Regions from separate parts of the Mus musculus genome. Here region 2 is linked to region 1. The links are chromatin contacts, called in public Hi-C maps. All regions are on one chromosome and are shown on one strand. The core of a region is the stretch at or near the end of the contact, and the rest is flanking DNA. Distances in the headings are between cores, read along the strand shown. Region 1 has its middle 33 kb from the start of Gm32026. Region 2 overlaps Gna14 (guanine nucleotide binding protein, alpha 14).

Region 1 (6,902 bases), core at 3,316-5,815:
CGTGGCCAGCCTGGTCTACAGAGTGAGTTCCAGGACAGCCACGGCTACACAGAGAAACCCTGCCTCAAAAACAAAAAAAAAAAAAAAAAAAAAAAAGGGAAAAATAACCTGGGTTTTAGCTGCCTGACACAATTATCAAATTCTGCAACTCTTTCCTATTTGTCTCTCTGTAATTAAAATTCCCCCACCTCAAGGCAGTGAGGATAGGCAAGGTCATAATTATGCAAGATTCCCTGACTCATCTGGCACACTTATTCTTGTAAAACCATCTGACCTCACCAAAGGACTCTCTAGTTGTTTGTTTGTTTGTTTGTTTTTTATGAGTGTATCTGGAGCAGAACCCAGAGCAAGAGGTCCTCTTACATACTTCTGTCTGGGCCCTATCCTGTGAATGCCCACTGCTGGGAGACCCAAACTGCTGGTCTTTTTCTATTCTTTAAATTTTAAATTGCGTTTGTTTGTTTGTGTGTGTGTGTGTGTGTGTGTGTGTGTGTGTGTGTGTGTGTGTGTGTGAGAGAGAGAGAGAGAGAGAGAGAGAGAGAGAGAGAGAGAGAGAGAGAGAGAGAGAGGAAGAATGCATATGGAAACCACAGGACAACTTGAGTCAGTTCTCTCCCTCCCTCCCTCCACCACCTCCCTCTTTGTAAGTTCTGGGCATTGAACTCAGGTCATCAGGCCTGGCAGTAAATAATATTCCCTGAGCTTAGACCCTGATGTACACAGAAAGGAGGAAGCCGGCTGTGCAGGAGTACGCACCCTTCCTTCCCTCTTGACTGAAATCAGCTGCTTCAGGTTCTTGCCCTCCTGACTTGCCCTCCATGGCGGATTGTCCCGTTGAACTAAACCCCCAATAAACCCTGATTTCTTATGTTGCTTCTGTTGGGATGTTTTAACCGCAGCAATGAAGAAGGAGGAGACCCCTGTTCTCTGAAATTTCTTTATTGCTTTGGAAAAGTAAAATTACACATTGTTACTTAATAATCCTAAAATCTTGCTGGCTTTAAAAACAAGGAATTGATTTGGACTCCGACTGCTGAGGACCTCTGGGTCTAGGGAGAGAGAAAGGGTTGAGGCGGGCCCTGCATAGGGCAGAGATCATTTCAACAATGCTCTGTGTCAGATGTGTTTTTGTATGTTGTTTTTAGTCTTATTCCACTTTCCTTGTGATTTCTTCTAAGCCTTGTGGGTTACTTAGAGGGTGTTGTCTTAGTTTCTAGATCATTTGTCATTCTGTTATTATCTTCTACTTTATGAATTGTGTGATTTCAATTCTAAAAAAACAAGAGACGAAAACAAACAACAATAAAACCTCAAACCTGAAGCCCAAGTCGTGACCTTATTTGGGTCGCCTCTTGGTAGCTGTTCCCTGTGCATTTAAACAATGTATGTTCTGTAGCCTGACGAAATGTTCCAGAAATGGCAATTAGAAAGTAGAGAGAGTTCTTCAGTCTTTTTGATACTTTGTGTATTTATTTTATTCACCAACTACTAAAGGGTTCTATAGCATGTGGGTTTAATTCTCACTTAGTTCTCTTGGTGTCTGGTTCATGTATCTTAAGGATCCCGTTTTAGATGACATAGTCTATTGACAGTATAGACGTCAAGTCAATAATGATTTGATCCCATTTTCATGGTGAATTGTCCCTTGAAAACTCTAGGGTTATTTAGTGCCCTGAAGTGTCCTTGGGTATTAATGTAGCTATTCTAGATCTCTTGTGATTTTTGTTTTATGGCTGTTTTGTTTTGGTGTGTGTGTTGTTTGGTTTTGTTTTAACTTATTTGTATCTTTCTATATTAAACATTTTTTAATAGATGTAGTGGCTTAATCTATCATTTTGTTATATGTGTTTTGTTTGTCTTGTCTGTATTTTATTTTTTTCTTCTTTAATTTTTTGCTTTGTTGTAGGTTAGTTTTGCATTTTATTAACCCTATTTTACTTCTACTATTTATCTATTACACTTACTATCTTGCCCTTTGCTTTTAGCAGACAGTCTAGGGTATACAATATTTCATTTATTACAGTCTACCTCCAAATTATATTTATATCCTTCACGTATATATATAGTAAGAACTTCCAGGAGTGGTGATACATGGTTTTGTTTTATTTTTGTTTCACTTTCCAAAACCTTTTTTGCCTTCATGTTGACAGTGCCTTTCTTTAGTTGCTTTATGCTTTCTGATATTCAGAGTGACTGGTGTATTAGAATTCCATCCCTGTGCCTGAGGAGAAAGAACTTCTATCAGTAGTCTCTTGGCCCCATAGAGGATGCTATGGTGAGAGCAGGTGGAAAAAGAAAAAACAAAAACAAAAAACCCTGCTCACACAGAAACCCCAACATCAACAAAAAGAAAAGGGGGTCTCTTTCAAGAGAATAACCACAGTGACCAAATCCTCGCGCAGTAGACCCTGTCTCCAGAGAGTTCTACCAGCTCACACAGTAGCACCACAGGCAACTAGCCATGCCTTCAACACACATCTTCAGGGGACATTCAAGACACAAGCGATGACACCAAAACCAATATCCAATTCTACTCTTTGTCACTCTCTAGAGTTGTTGTTGTTGTTGTTGCTTACTTTTTCTTCTTGTGTGTGAAGTGTGTGTATATGTGTAAGCTCACATGTGTGAAGGCGGACGTGCATGTGTGTTATGTGACAGTTAAAAGTTCAACCTCAGATGCTATCTCTCCGGCAGCAGCCATCTTCCCCATCACTGGGCTGGAGCTTACCCAGTCAGCATGCTGGGCAGTCAGAGAGCCATGAGGAACCATCTGTCTCTGCCACCCCAACCCTAGGCTTACAGCATGCACAACCATGCTTGGCTTTTAGATACATGGGTTCTGGGAGTGATGTTTGCAAGGGGAGCATCTCAGTGCCCGAGTCATCTCCCCAGCCACAGACTTTCCCTTGACTTTGGAAGTCTGACCCAGATACACATTTACACACTTTTCTTTATTGGTTGTGTTTGTTATCGATTTGTGAATTGTGCTTTTTGGTTTACATGAGATTAAGAAATTTTTGTCTAAAGTGTCTTGAAATATTTGTCTGCCCTCTCTTTTTTCCTCATTTATAATCTAATTATATACACATCCGTCTTCTGGATGCTTTTCTGAGGTCACTGGTGTTCAGCTCTTTTTTCTGAGACCCACACCCACCCCCTGTATTTTTCCTTGTACTTCAAAATCTTTCCTGTGGTTTTTCAGTTCACTTTCCTTTTATGATGTCTAGTCTGCTGCTAATGTCATTTGGTACATTTTTCATCCAAGCATTTTTATCTTATCTCTAGTTGTTTAATTTAACTGGGATCTCCCCCCCCCACCTCCATATATTTTCATTTCTTCCCAAAAATTCTATGTGTCTCCTTTTTATCCTAGTTTGGGTAATTTTATTTGCAGTGGTGCTTTACAGTTCTGACCTGTTGGGTTCATCGTCATTTGTGTTCCTAGGTATATGCGACATCACATTCGGACATCTCTGTATAGCTATTAATTTTCGATTTGAAGCTGAATTTTGTGAAATCTCTATTGTATTCCTTTAAAAATATCCACTTAGGGGTCACAGCCTTTGCCTCAAGCAAACCAGGTTCAGTCGTCCATCCTCAACAGGCCAATTAAAGGAGCCAAATTCATAGAGAGAAGCAGAGGGGGGAGGTTTACTCAGTAAATCTCGATGTGGTCATGCTGGGGAAAGGGACAGAGAGAGCCAGTGACTCTTGCAGTCTGTCTTCTTGAGTGACGTGGGGATATGGTTTAAATAAAACACAGTAGGTATTTATAAGGAAACAGACCAGCAAGGCACAGTGCTCTGACAACTTCCTACAAGCCGGTCTGCGGTGAAGCCCAGAAAATCCAGGTCCCTGATTCAACCTCAAATTCAAATTATATCTAAATCCTTGCATTTAGCTCAAACAACAAGGACAGAACCAATTGCTCTTAATAGTCCAGAATAGTCATATGCATTTATTAAAAAGGCATGCCAATCATAATTTTTAGAGCACAGGAGAGGGGGGGAGGGAGAGAGAGAGGGAGGGAGAGAGAGAGAGAGAGAGAGAGAGAGAGAGAGAGAGAGAGAGAGGTGGTGGTGGTGGTGGTACAGGCCTTCAATCTCAGCACTCAGGATACATAGACAGGCAGATCTCTAAGTTCGAGGCCAGCCTGGTCTACAGATTCCAGTACAGCCAGGGCTACACAGAGAAATTCTACCTTGAAAACAAACCAAGTAAAATAAAATAAAATAAAAATATATTTTTTAAATTAAGTAGCCAGACTTACTTCCTACCCAAAATTCCCTACTCCGGTATTTTGAGCTCCAGGAACAGAGACAGTGCGTCTTGCTCCACTGCTGTGTAAGGTCCTACCTCCCTACAACTCTCCCTACAGTGTACCAAGGTAGTAAAGCCATTGTTTTTCATAGATACCTAAATTACAGCAGAGTTCTCCTTAAATCTGGAGTTCTCTTGACTTACTTGAGCAATCTGGCATGTGACAGGAAAGGTTTGGGTCTCTATTGAGCCATTTGAGACACAGACACAAGGGTGTGGAGACACAAGGGTTTATGTAACTATGGAACGTGTCCAAGTTGGGAAGCTCTTTCCGCTGTGAACTCATCAACAGACTCACCCATTAATGGAGTTAGTGTCTTTGTAATTCAGTTACCTCTCAGTAAGAACATCAGACCAGAGCCAAGACTTCAACACAGCCTCTTAGGAAGGACACTTCATATCCAAGCCATAACCGAAAGATCTGGAAGGGGCTTCTTCCTCGGTAACAGTAATTTCCAGCTTTTGTCCCTAGACATTCTTCAGCTTGGAGCCACAGCTGCCACCTAGTGGTCATGGTGGAAACCACAGGCGACCAGAGAAACCGAAACCAACGCAGTGTACCTGCAAGCTTGGAGTAGCAAGGTCACATTTTAGTCGTACTCTGTTGCATGTAGCCGTACACATCTTCCCAGTACATCCATGCCAAGGTGGTATCAGGTAGCCTCATAGTGAACACAGCATCCTGATGACCAATGCTAGTGTAAACAGTCAAGTAACACCTCCCTTTTTGTTTTGCTTTTACTCGCTGGCTAATAGAGAACATTTCTTTTCGGGTAAGTTAAGTCAGCATTCTACCGCTTCTCTGCAGAGAGGTGGGCTGTGATGGCTGCTTTCCACATCAGACAGATTTATTTGTCTGGTACAAATGGCTCCGTGGTTAAGAGCATTTAGTGCTCTTGCAAAGGAACTGAGTTCAGTTCCCAGAACTCATGTCAGTCAACTCTCAACTGCCTGTAATTCCAACCCCAGGGAACCTGACACCCTCTTCTGATCTCTACTGGTACCTATAGTCATGCGCACACACACCCCAGACATGCACATAATTACATCCACAAAAGGAAAATAAAAATAAATATTATTAAAAGATTTTTAAAAAGACAATACATCTAGAAAAAAATGTAAAAACTAGAAATCCATAGTTGTTGTTGTTGTTTGTCTTTCTTTCTTTTTCTTTCTTTCTTTCTTTTTTTTTTTTTAGAGAAAACTGTAGTTGGCATTCTGCTGTGTTGGTTTTTCAGGGGAAAAAAAAAATCTAGAGGCCCTAAGATGCAGAAATGGAATTGAGGATAAAATGGAAAAGGGACTCAGCAAAGCGAGGTAAGGAAGTCATGGGAGAACCCGAGGGACCCAGAGATTGAGTGCTTTCTGAAGAGCAATATAGTGGGAATTGGTGGCCGGGAAGGGTGTGGCGGGCATCTGGGCACTGGCGACAGAGGAGGGTGTGGTGGAAGCTGGCGACAGAGGGAGGTGTGGTGGGCATCCAAGCAATGTTTTCCAGTTTGCACACGTTGCACAAATGGCTGGCCCTCTCTGCACTTGCTTTTCATGTGGGAAAAATAAAGACGTGCACCTTTTCAGATTCAGTGAACTTAAAAAATACCTGGGGCAGAGTTGATTTAACCCTCATAGGAACGGTTCATAAAGATAAGACTCAAATATCTGGCATCCACTGTCATCTAAGACTTCCGTTTCTTCAAGGGCACCTGCCCTTTAACACTTGAATAAAAAGAAGGAAATCCATTTCATCTGTCAAGAGGAGTTGGAGTTCTCTTCCATCCCTCGCCTTTGGCCATGACCCCTCACCGAGGCTGCTTGCTCCCATCACTCCTCCCATGATCCCTTGCTCTAGTCAGCTTGCACTTGAAGCCTGTGTGCATCTTGATTTCTGCACAGCACGATTATCTTAATACAACTACATCCACACTGTGGACTTTTACCGAGAGCTTGGCACAGCACGGCAAACACTGGAAACTTTCTCTGCTTGTGTCTGCTGATAAAATGTCTCCAGCCATTGCACATACTGGGTACTTTCCTCTAAGTCCCTAACACCCTCAATTATTCAAACCTTTCCCACAAAGATTTCTACTTTTTATTTTAACTAGGCCTATTTTAAATATATAAACATATTTTTGAGTTCTCTGTTAAGCTAAGAACCCTCCTAAAAAGCAAAGGATTTTGAAGCTATTTTCTACTTTTTAGAATAATCAGATTCTTAAGTATGACTGGCTTGGAGTGGGGAGTGAGTTTTATAGGTATACAATGTATGATAGTGTGAATGAAAATGACCCCCATAAGCTCATATATTTGAGTGCTTAGTTCCCAATTGGTGGAACTGTTTGGGAAGGATTAAGAGGTGTGGCCTTGTTGAAAGAGGTGTGTCATTGGGATGGACTTTGAGTTTTCAAAATCCCATGCCAGAACCCCCCCCCTCTCTTTCTCCCTCCCTCCCTCCCCCTCTCTATCTCCCTTTGCCTCCAACTTGTGGATAAGACATACACTTTCAGCTACTGCTCCTGCACCTTGCCTTCCTCCCTGCTGCTATGCTCCTTGCCATGGTGGTCATGGACTACCTCTGAAACTGT
Region 2 (7,076 bases), core at 4,388-6,887, 500 kb before region 1:
ATAGTGTTTCTGTCAAAAGAAAATTTTATGTGAAAAAAATCTCACTAATACAACATAGAAATTCTGCTGTAACAAATGGTAAAGATTATTTTTTATGGGATGATTGATTTATTGTGACTCTCTATAGTCGTTCATTTCCAGCGTCTCAACAGGACACACAGACTGTACAAATGTCATCAAATTCTATCATCTCTAGCACTTTATTGACTTAGTCACATAAATACCGTGCTGTACTTTTTTTAAAAAATATTTTACCTATAGATAGATATGTGTTTTCCAAAGTAGGAGGCTAGAATACATACATAATGGCTACTGAGTTTATTACAATTAGTGACTTTTAAACTTAGATGGGCTTTCCTCTATATCCTCCCCAGGACTTTAAAAACTCAGAGAGTAAGGCCTAGAACAAAGCCCTGGAGAGGCAAAGCTTTAGGAATTTTTTAAGATTCTTCTGGTAAAAACAAGTATTTCTTAAGACTGATTTTGTCAAAACACACACCTGCTCTCCTGTTTGTTTCTTTGTTAAACCCTCAATGTGTTCCCTTCCCCTCAAGAAGTCAGACAAAGGTAGACAAGAGGGCCTGGTGGTGTGGGCCTTCTGTCCTTAGCAGCCTTTCCTTGAAGACTCTTCCTTCTCCACTCTATAACCCAGCCACACTGGCCTGCCCTCAGATCAAGCCTTCTTGGCCCCTTCACCTTGGCTCATTCCTCTTCCTGCTTTTACTGCTTGCCTTTATTCTTGGCCATGCCTGGCCTTCCTAATCAAGTCAAATTCAATACTCAGCGACCGGCCTTACCCACAGTTATGAGGATCTTCTCATCTCGAGTAAATTAATCAAGATACTCCCTCCTCACAGCTATCATCACAGGCTAGCCTTAATCTAGACCAGGGTTTCTCAATCTTGCTAATGCTGTGGCCCTTTAATATACATCCTCATGTTGTGGTGACTCACCCCAACTATAACAGTCTTTTCATTGCTACTTCATAACTGTAATTTTGGTACTGTTACGAATAGTAATATAAATAATTGATATGCAGGATATCTGATATGACTCCTGGGAAAGGGGCTGTGACCCACGGTTTGAGAACCAATGATATAGACATTCTCACAGGTATGCCTGGGAACCTGTCTCCTCAGTGTCAACTTGATAATTAATACTAGCCATTACACGAATGCTGGCCATCTTTGTGCCTGGTATGATACCTGACCTTTGGTATCATAAATAAATATTGAGCAGTGCTTGATGTTAGGTCTCAGTTGCTCTCTGCCTCATTATCTGAGTCAGGGTCTCTCCCAAAAATCTGCAACTCCTGGAATCAGCTAGGTTAGCTGGTTAACCAGGAAGTTCTAGCTAGAGCTCCACCCACCTCCACCTTCCCAGCTGTCGTGTCGTGACTATGTACCACCAAGCTAGCCTTTTACATGACTGCTAAAGAAATAAATTCAGATCTTTATATGTAGGCAGCAAGCACTGAATCGTCCCCCGAGATCCCTTCTGAATTATCTTTTAACTAACATGGAAATAACTCAGCGTTGTGCAACCGACTGTCAGAACTCTTTCAATCTTACAAAATGGAACCCCAACCTCAGCCTTGGTGAACACCCTCAATTTCTGCTCTGTCTACCTTGACTCCTCTTGACACCTCACCGACATGAAGTCATACAACCTTTGTTCTTTTGTGCCTGACTTACTTCAGCGAGCATCCTCAAGTTCGTGTCCACACTCAGCAGTCCTTCCCTGAATAGCAGATCTCTAAAGTTTTCAAATACAAGATATTTTTTTAAATCTACCAAGTTACAATTACCTAACTCAACACTTGGGAAAACAGAATATGCCGATTCTCTGTGCCCCAGCCTGTGTTCCATGTGTGTCAAGAGACTCTGATCACATAGGTAAGTAAAGGAAGGCCCTAGAAGGAGCCTCGTGCTGATATTCAACGGCCTCTCCAGCATGACAATTGGATGCTGATACCAACAAATATTAAAGGAGTCGCTATGCTGGGGAATCTACCCGAGTCGCCCCCTTTAGTCTTCAGAACCACTCTGAAATAAGTGCTGTTCTCTGCAGTACAGAGATGAGAACCGGGGGATTCAGATTGCCTATGTAAAGTCTGCACTACACATAGGTACCAAGAGAAAGGCCTGAAATTGATTCACCTGGACTCCACTAACAAGCTCCACTATCACGGAAGATCTGGCTCAGAAACCAAAGGACTTGGTGGTACTGGACTCGGAAGAGTCAGTCCAGCCATACACTGGATAAAGCCCAGACAAGCCACCGTCTTTCAGATACATCCTGCTCAGGTCCTGCTGGGCTCAGCACACTCTTGTGATGTTCCCCATGAAGAAGTCAGCACATGGGGAGTTAACTTTACTGTGTTTCTTCCTGTGACTCAGCTCTCATATTAACTAGGTTTTCCTAGATCTACTCAAAGAACTGCATGAAAACTGAGCAGAGGACCAACTCCCTCTCCTAAATGTTACTATCAATGCTTGACCCAAAGTCCTAAGGCAGATTAGCTCTCTGTTCCCGTGGAATTCTGGGGTCCCTCTCCCCCAGTTCCAATACTCTGTTGCTTTAGTCTCTTCCGCCAGCAGCACTGAGCCTCTGGTCCCATGCCAGTTCATCCCAAACAAATATTAGTCCTGTGTTTTACAGATGAAGAAGTCAAGGTGAACATGGAGATTATGTAACTTCTTCAAGCAAACTGTCACTGTGACCTTGAAGCCAGACTCACTCAAGACAGCTTGAAATTCAGCAGCAAGATAAGAACGCTTCCAGTAGCAGGGCTCATTCCCTTACACCAGGACAAAGGCAGTCACAAACGTTTCAAAAGCCTCTGTATTTTGGGGCATTAAAACCAACCAACCAACCAACCAACCAGAAAACCTACTTTAGAACACTTTTTAAGATTAAATAACAAAAGTACTTAAGAAAACCATTATTTAAAAGTACTCTTTAAATCTTTTGGTTCAAACACCCAAACACACACACACACAGGAGGCAAAGAAGAAAATAGAATGACTGACACCAATCACTGAAGACCAAGATCAAGAACAGGAAGAAGCCATGTAGAGGAGGTCCTCTGTTCTCATTAAAGCTGCTCTACAACCCAGCTGATACCATCTTTTTTTTTTTTTTTTTTTTTTTTTAAGAAGAGAAACTGAGAATCATAAAGACTGCACAGGTTGTTCAAGTTTATGCAGCTTGATAGTGTTGGCCTGCATCTGAATCAGGTCTGCATTGGCACATGATCTTCCCATGACAATGTGGTACTTTCCTAAATAAAAGGTCTCCCCTACTACACAAACTGAAATTACAAAAGGAAAGCCTTATTCCTTCATCCTGCAGAACTGTGTTAGACCAGGGATGGCTCCAGCAGCAGGGGGCAGCAGGCAAGAGGGAGTGAAGGTAGGTCATGACATCATGCCTTCTACAGTGGCAGTTGTGGCAGGGCCACAGGGATTGGTGAGCTCAAATCAAGGATCTGAGCTTATCCATTTACCAGTTCCAAAAAGAAACTCCACATTCAGATTTCATGTACACATTTATTCATTTATTCAGAGGAAAAAGTGAACAACCAACAGCATACCTCTGGGGATGAAAACTACTAGTGTTTTTTACTGGGTGGTTTTTAATTGAGGAGTGGCTGGCTTAGCTCTCCTTCCTCACCCCACTACTTTAGCCAATTATCTTCTAAAACATGGGTGTGGGCCCATGCTGCTGGGCTAATTGCATCAGTCCAAAATGAGCCTGGTGGGGTTTCTCCTGCAAATGGAGGAAAGAAGGAACCCTCCACTCACATCAGATTTTTATTCCAAACAGGGGCCAAGCCTTTGGTCTGGAAAGGGAATTTTGGTGTTAGATTACCAGGGATTGCTCCAGGAGAAATTCCACCCAGACTCGGCATGCAGCAACACAGGTTCAGTCTTCAGTAAAAATAAGGGAAATGGCACCTCTCTGTTTACTTTGCATTTCTCCATTTGCATATTTGAAGTCACTAAATGACATCCCAACCAACAAGGGGATGCCAATGTACACAATGGGAGTCATATATGTCAGACCATATCAAATGTCCATGTACATGATGGGCTCTAAGCTTATAATGAAACCAAACAATTCCCATCATGCCATATTGTCACTTACCATTTAACATTGAGGGATGTTCAAGTACACAAATACCACCGTGTTATAACTGCCTACAGTATTCAGGACAGTGATATATTGCATAGATTTGCAGTCTATACACACAGCCTATGCTTGCAGAGGCTGTATCATCTTGGTTTGTGTAAATATAATCTATTATGTTTGGACAATGGCGAAATGTGTTTTACAGAACATATGGCCATCATTAGGTTAAGCATGTCTGTACTTTTCAATTCTTATCTGTGTCCGTCAAGAGCCTGCTATGTGAGCTGCTTGCCTGTCCTCTCACTGCCACTGCCTTCCATAATAAAGGCAATGGACAACAGCTGGCAAGACACTCAGGCCAGTAACAGATTCACCAAAAGACCTCCTGTCTGCTTCCTGTCACCATAATTGCTGACATCTCAGCAGGAGAGCATCAAGACACCCCTCCTTCCACTCCACCCCACCCCACCCATCTCTTGCTGTGAAACTCCACTTAGGCAGTTTTGCCCCCTTTTCCATTAAGCAACTGTTCTTTCTTGACCAGTACCCTCAGCACTGGGTAAATGGACATGTGTCTCTTGAGTATAGATAACACATGTTCTATTCTCCTCTCCACAGGCTCCCTGCTGACTATGAGCGAGGGCTGTGGGCCTCTGGCCTTGCAGGGCTGAAAGCTTTCCTACAGTCGTCTTCTTGACTATACTGTCCAGAAGTGTCTCCTAAGCCTCAGTCATGTGTGCATTAATATTGTGATTTGGGCATCTCCATATGATACTTGTGTGACTATCTAATATTTTATTTTATATATTGTTCAGATGTTTGTTATAAGCTATGAAAACCTTGTATTTCCTGTGATGACTAAAGTAAATAAAAGTGACTTTACAATATCCCAGCAGAAATTCTTCCCAGCTTTTTGGGGAATTACCCACAAAAGATCGTCCTATGTAGATAAAACTATTCCTTCTACTACTCATCCAAGAGGCTCTCCTAATCCTGATCCCTTCCCTCTTCAGGGCCTCTGAAATTCCACCAGGAACCTTATGCAGATACAGAACAGCAAGGCTACAAACACAGAGCTGAAAACAGGCCCAAACCAACAACTACAACAACAATAACAACAACAACAACAAAACCCATACACACAAAAACATCTGTACACTAAGACCCTACACCTCTGAGACTGAGAACACAAATTAAGGTCAAGTATTAATTTAACTTCAAATAACACAAGAAAGCTCATTGTGAGGGTGAGGGGGTGGCAATAAGTTGCTTTTAGAAGCCAGGAAAAAATAGAAGGCAAAACAAAATAAACCTTTTGAATGATAGACAAGAGATAACTGAACAGAAACCAATTGTTCTAGAATGTACCCAGAATCCAGAAAGACTGGCTCCCTGAGAACTAAGGCAGGGAACTAATCAAGTTCCTGAGACAGGCAGTGACCTAGCACATTTCCTGACCTGCAAGCCCGCCTCCCAGAAGCCAGTGTTCTCAGCCTAGGGTTACAGCAGACACTCTGGAGACAGTACAGCTTAACTCACAAAAATGAAGACAGATGGGGATGTCACCTAACTTACATTAGCAACAGGCTGAAGGGCTATGAATGCGACCGATTGATTGCCAAGTGGGCTTTCTCTAAACAGGGATCTTGTTTCTCTTGATAGAGGACACACCAGTGTTCAGGGATGGATAGTTATGGCTTATCGACCTCCATGTTGATTCCGTTTGGGAAAGCAGTTAGGAGGGGGTTGCCTGGAGTGGGAAGACCTGCTGGAGATGCAAAGCCAGCTCTTTCATGCCAGGTTCCTGCTGCTCGGCTTTCTGATGAAGACCTGGTGCCAAACATACTGTGGGGCTCAGGTTCTCTGTCAAGCCTTTTGTGGAGTCGTGATAAATAAACTCAGAAACCGTCTTTTGTAACCTTTACGTTGAAGCAGTTCTCACCTGCAGAGGCCTGCCCAGAGGAAATTGTTGTAACTTTGTTTGGTACTCTCCAGCTTGGGCTGACCTTGGGTCACGGAAGTTTCTGCAGCTGCCTGGGCTGCTGTCCTGTGACTTGTCCTCCTGCAGATATGGGTTTATGAGAAAAGCGGGCCAGCTCTGGGTAAAGCCAAAGAACTAGTCAAGAAGCGAGAAGCACCCAATGAAATGCAGATTCTCTGTTCCCTAGTCCCCAGCTGAGTCTCATCTGCCTCAGTGAGAGCCTGGGAATATGCAGCTGTGGCCAGTAGTATGGAGGCTTCTGTGACCTGGAGGGAGACACTGCTGCAGGGTCCCTCTGAAGGACATTTCTGATAGAATCCACCTGGGACAGAAATGTTCCAGCTGCTACATCGTCTTCAGTTGAATCGTCTTCAGTTGAATTTTTCTACCAAGTTCCGATTTCATTTCTTCATGAATCCTCAGGCCCCCAAGGCTCTACTCTTCCATTTCCAAGGAGAAAATATTTTTAGAGAAGCAGTAAGATTCACTTATTCAAGTCTGCCCAAGCCTCATTTCACCGTCAAAGCCGTGGCACCTTCCCTAGCTTCTATTCTCTTATGTTGAGGAATTCCTGTGTTTAGCCATTAAAGGACAAGAAAGATTGACTTGTGCAACAACTGAATGGGAAGCAAATCGAGACAGATTCGCAGCTACTCTTTGAGAACAAGGAGCTAACAGGAGGTTTTTAAAACAAAAAGGGAAAGTTGAAAGAAATTAAATGATGAAACCTAAAAGCCAGCTTAAGATACATATTTTTTAAAAAGAGGAGGGATTTAACAAATGCTGCATTGCATCTGATGATCTTTCGGATTTATTAAAATGCCCAGTTATCTTTACGATCTAGGCAAAAGAAAAAAATGCCATGATTCTAAGCACATCAGCCCCTCTCAGAGGGAGATATCACATCCATGGATGTGAGATATGGATGAGAGATACTTTTTAAGAGTTCATCTAGGCCAAC

What was found. A called contact is a pair of places that touch in the nucleus more often than the background predicts.
Region 2: a contact with region 1 is called in a Hi-C map of the N1E-115 cell line, with 8 times the contacts expected there. A contact is called at or near these places in 3 of 484 Hi-C or Micro-C datasets (the AML12 cell line, the N1E-115 cell line and bone marrow-derived macrophages).

What each region holds. Positions count from the first base shown.
Region 1 is chr19:16,027,329-16,034,230 of GRCm38.p6, reverse strand. No RefSeq gene overlaps it. Among named protein-coding and RNA genes, the nearest start is that of Gm32026, 33 kb to the left of the region's middle.
Region 2 is chr19:16,525,817-16,532,892 of GRCm38.p6, reverse strand. The region is part of intron 1 of Gna14 (guanine nucleotide binding protein, alpha 14); the gene reads right to left. Among named protein-coding and RNA genes, the nearest start is that of Gm41811, 54 kb to the left of the region's middle.